Regions from separate parts of the Lactuca sativa genome. Here region 2 is linked to region 1. A link is a contact called in public Hi-C data. All regions are on one chromosome and are shown on one strand. The core of a region is the stretch at or near the end of the contact, and the rest is flanking DNA. Distances in the headings are between cores, read along the strand shown. Region 1 holds the start of LOC111878775 (LOB domain-containing protein 15). Region 2 holds the start of LOC111878764.

What was found. A called contact is a pair of places that touch in the nucleus more often than the background predicts.
Region 2: a Hi-C map of leaf shows a contact between it and region 1, with 7 times the contacts expected there. The contact joins the promoter of LOC111878764 here to the promoter of LOC111878775 in region 1. A contact is called at or near these places in 3 of 4 Hi-C or Micro-C datasets (bud, leaf and seed).

Annotation. Positions count from the first base shown.
Region 1 is chr5:349,087,956-349,090,655 of Lsat_Salinas_v11, reverse strand. LOC111878775 (LOB domain-containing protein 15) reads left to right here and starts at 1,393. Exons shown (of 3, transcript XM_023875284.3): 1 at 1,393-1,475; 2 at 1,677-1,956; 3 at 2,675-2,700. The coding sequence starts at 1,462.
Region 2 is chr5:349,226,499-349,229,289 of Lsat_Salinas_v11, reverse strand. It overlaps LOC111878764, which reads left to right and starts at 1,360. Exons shown (of 1, transcript XM_023875267.3): 1 at 1,360-2,264. The coding sequence starts at 1,479. The coding sequence ends at 2,015.

The sequences.
Region 1 (2,700 bases), core at 144-2,643:
AAAGCTACATAATTATAAGCATGTGCTACCTAAACTTATATATATATATATATATATATATATATATATATATATATATATATATATATATATATATATATATATATATATATATATATATATATATATATATATATATGGTGAGGTTGAACCATAATTAACCAATGAAACACTTTTTTTTTCAATTTTTAGAACTTATTTTTTATAAAAAAACTAAAAATACAAAAATTCATAACTTTTTATCTTTTTGCCAATGATATCAAATTCTAAAAAAAAAAATTCGTCAAATTCACAATGTGAATCTAAATTCACACGGTGAATTCGAAAAATATTTTTAACATTCACAATTTTATGTTATGAATTTAGATATTTTTAGTTTTTTTTTTCGATAAAAAATAAACTCTAAAACTTGGAAAAAAAATTGGTTCCTTGGAGAACCAATAATTAATTAATGGTTCTCTATTGAACTTATATATATATATATATATATATATATATATATATATATATATATATATATATATATATATATATATATATATATATTCTATTCAAACTAATTATTGTACATCTATCGTATGCTATAAGAATTACTAAGAAAATAAGATGTTTAGCAATACGAATACGTTCAACCTTATAAGAATATTGTCATTATCATGCATTCTCGTTAATTTTTTTTTTTGTTCTCACACATCGTTTTTCACCCATTTTAATTCTGACAGAATACGACCCAATAAAACATTCTGACAACATTCTGACAGAAATGAGAATAATAATAATAATAAGTGTATAATAACCTGATAGACGAATTAATTAGTGAGAATGTGTGTTAATGACAATAGCATACGATAGATGTACAATAATTAGTGAGAATGTGTGTTAACGACGATTTAATTATGTAAGATTGAACGTATTTATATTATCAAACAACATATTTTCTTTATCATTTTCATAGATTACGATAGATGTACAATAATTAGTTAGAATAGTTGAATATATATATATATATATATATATATATATATATATATATATATATATATATATATATATATATATATATATATATATATATATATATATATATATATATATATATATATATATATATCAACAACGATTAAGGAAGCTTAGTTTTTAAGGAATTCTCTTTTTCTATAAAATGAACCGTGAATCAAAACTTCATAATTTTAAAAATGTGATCTTAAGGTGTATATATATATATATATATATATATATATATATATATATATATATATATATATATATATATATATATATATATATATATATATATATATATATATATATATATATATCACTTTCCTTGCCTTTAAAGCTCTCTCTCTCTCTCTCTCTCTCTCTCTCTCTCTCCTCTCTCTCTCTCTCTCTCTCTCTCTCTCTCTCTCTCTCTCTCTCTCTCTCTCTCTCTCTCTCTCTCTCTCTCTCAGGTTTTCTTGAATGTCCAGAGAAAGGTACATCAATATCCCTCTCTAAAATCAACTTATTCAAGCAGATTAACATCTTTTAATCTACTAATTACTTTTAAAAACACAGAGATCAAAGAAGTTACATGCTTGATCACCTCATTAATTTGACCTTTTCAAGAAACCAATCATAAAAAGCATCCATCTTTCTTGTTGTTTATGGTTTCCTAATTCTGGTTTTTATGGTAGTGGTGTTAGGGAATTCTATGATGATGCTGGTAAGAGGATAAAGAGAGAGATCGATGCGTATTTAAACACCACGACGATGGGGCATATGGGGAGGAGACAGATATTGATTCCAGCACCAGGGACTTTGAACACGATCACACCATGTGCTGCGTGTAAGCTCTTGCGGAGACGATGTGCAGAAGAGTGTCCATTTTCACCTTATTTCTCACCTCATGAACCTCATAAGTTTGCTGCTGTTCACAAAATCTTTGGTGCCAGTAACGTCTCTAAGTTGCTCATGGTATGTTCTTTCCATCTGTTTATGTGGTTAAAACTTACCGATACTAAATTGAGAGTCTCGAGTTTGAATCTAATCAGGTGTTGTTTTTAGATCTTTTCAAGTTTTTTGATCATTTAGCCGACTTTTTCCTTCCGAATATTTTTCTTACAAAGAAATTAGAAACCAAACAAATAACGCACAGCATTGAGTTTGAACATAAAAGTATCAGATTTACAGATTTAGTTAGATGCTAATTGGACCAAAAATTGCAAACTTTTCTTCCCTATCATTTTCATGAAAAACAGCTAAAAACAAAGAAAATACGCACACGGTGTGAATGAGTCTTAAATAGACAACCATTTGTTTGAAACACTCAGATTCGATAATAATTACGCCGAAAGATGCGAGTTTTTCTTCCTTTTTTTTTTCTTTAAAGATCGACCAGAAATGTAAAAAAAAAAAAAAAAAAAAACATGCACATGAATGTTAACAGTGAGTTTTAATTAATCATTGGATTAAAGAGTCGATCGGTTGGATACTTCGGATACTGAATTGCTAGTTTTTGTTCCATTTTTGGTCCGATTAGTTATTTAACGAGAACACAAAGAGTGAGATTAACGACCTTTAAACTGTAGAATGAATAAGCTTCAAAATTTTGAAGGAGCCGATTAGATGAACCATTTTTCGATTTCATTTAGGGTTTATATCCACAGCTCTTGTTTTCATTTGATTTTGTTAGGAGGTGCCTGAAAGTCAAAGAGCAGA
Region 2 (2,791 bases), core at 111-2,610, 140 kb before region 1:
GGCAAGAGCACGGCTAGCTATTACACTCCACTCAGGTAAACGGTCCGATTTCTATATTTTTATAAAATATGCAAAAATGATTAAATACACCCTAATAGATTTAAACATTTTACAAATAAAATACTTTAATAACTACAGAACAACAACATATAAAAAACAAACAAAATTAAATAACTTTAAAGATATTTGAATATTGAAATGGCGGTGTATGGTGGTATCATGCCGTATGCATCTTGATTCTTGGCATGCTTATTCTTGTCATAGGTGAGTGATTTTGCTGGTTACTTTGTTATTTAATCGTGGATCGATAGCTTTACATCAAGAAGCATCTTATTAACTATATTTAGGTCAGATATACTAGAAGACAGTGACACTTCAACAGTTTGTAAGTTTATTTGTTGGTAGTTTGTCTGTTCTATTCAAACTATATATTATAGGATAAACTTGGGGAGTTGGTTATGTACTAATTCTAATTGTATATATCTGCTGTATGCATCTTGAGGTTCTGAAAGACGCACAAACGATCTCCCGAACCTTACTTATGAACGAAGAATTCACAGGCTACGTTTTGCTTTGAATTAAATGTTGAGAATGAATGGAAAATGACTGATCAACAATGTGTAGTCGTAGAATATTATCGATATGTAATTAAATGGCTTTGGCTACATGGAAGTTGATGAATCAAATCACGTGACAGCGATGTACTTTGAGCTAGTCAATTTCCTTGCGTTATCGGATAAATATTAGCATGTTTGCGCATCATCAGTAAGTGATTAAACAAACTTTATGGATATAGACTTTTCACCTGTTTCATGGAATCTTTAGCTGTTTGACCTCAAATAGAATCACAGATCTAGGGTTAAATCAGATAGTAGGTGCGATGGTGTTTATATTTTTAATCGATATAAAATGATCATAAGTCATAACCTAGGTATTTTTTTTTCATATATAATAACGTATTACTGTATTACAGATTCAAAAAGCCATTTACTTGTATTTTTTTCATCTGGGAATTAGAGATTTGACTGAATGCTTTAATGTTGCACGCTAGAAAATGCCTGCTTAACATATGGCACATGCACCTATCATTTAAGAATTAGCGATTTTTGCTACAATGCCGCTCTCACATGTTCTATAACCTGCATATCTCATTAATACTTTCAAGATTTTAGGTGCCCTTTCTTTATCTTGCTTATTATATCATCTTTTATGTTTGACTCTAGATTCAACTTTCATTGTTCAATATTAAAAACATCCAAAAGTCTTGTTTCTTGATGTTCACATGATGAGAGAGAGAGAGAGAGGAACCTGCTCATATAGAAGGTTGAACATGTCAGTGTCAGTGAGAGTAAGATGAGGAATGTGCATTGGGAACTTAACTATATTTAAGTAACCAAACTCGTACCTCTTTCATCCATTCTTTTGTAAAGAATTCAAATATTTTTCGGGTGACTTAGGGTTCAAGTCATCAAGAAAAGATGAAAACCCTTTCAGGAAGATCTGATGTTCCCGCGATGAGCATCAAAACAAGGGATGATAGGCGATTCTCAACCAGTTCAAGGCGTTCATCAATGGAGATGGCAATACACCATTCTTCTCTAGAAGTGTATTATGGTCGTGCACCTGTTGGAGTCCCATTTAAATGGGAATCCCAACCAGGTACACCCAGAGTGCGATTTCGTGAAACCCCACTTCCTCCACTCACACCACCACCATCTTTTCTGTTCAATTCTCCCAACACACCCAACAAAAAGAGCCAAAAACCTAAAGGTGGTGGTATTCTACATGCTGTCCTCCCTAGGCTCATGACACCTACTAGAAAGCCCTATAATTCTCCTGCTTCACCAGCTTCATCGGAATCGTCTTCTTTGTTCTCTACTTTGTCGTATTCAGATTCTGCATCATCTCCTTACACCCTGACCATGGAGAGCCGCAGAAAATCATTTGAGGATCAAGATAGATCCAAATCACCTGTTTCAACTCTTTGTTTCCGTATCAGGCGTGGTGCAAAGTAGGATCATTGCAAGAAGATCAACCATATATATATGGCGGCTTTGTAACTTCTTTAATTTACACCTTCGATACTTGAAGTCGAGAAATAAATGCAAAGATGGTTCCTTTTTTTCACAAAGATGTTGTAAAAGTAGAATAACTATACGTTATGCATTACTTTTAGATCTAATTAAGATCAATAGTTTACAGAACTATTGTGGTTTTTTAGTATGAACACCAATGGTGATTAAGATATGATCACATCTTCCTTATGTACATGAATGGTGAATCACTATTGTGGCTATTGATTTTAGTGTGTATCTTGAATCTTGATTAATTGCTAAAATGTGGTATTTGATATTTAAAAGTTCACTTGGGGTGCTTATGGTGATTTTACTTTTGTATGTGCATTTACCCATTGTGATCTTCTTAAATTAATTAATCGTAAACTGATCTAATGTAATCGTGCATGTTTGTATCTTTTGGTTAATTATGTTACACAATATTATAGATTTACCAGGTACTATAATTACAAATATTTTGGAGTTTAGGGTGGAACTATTTGTGGAGAATGCATTGGTTGTGGTATTTATAATATATTCAACTATACAGGAAGTTAAAACGTTCCTATTCTATTTTTCATACAACTTTAATTATTATATTTTCGCACAATAATTTTTTGTTTTTCGAAAACAACATTTTCGTACAATACATGTAACTCCATAAAAGTTCAATGAAACATTTATTTTAAACATAAAAAAATATTTAATTTTTTCAATTGAAGAGTTAATGATTCTTG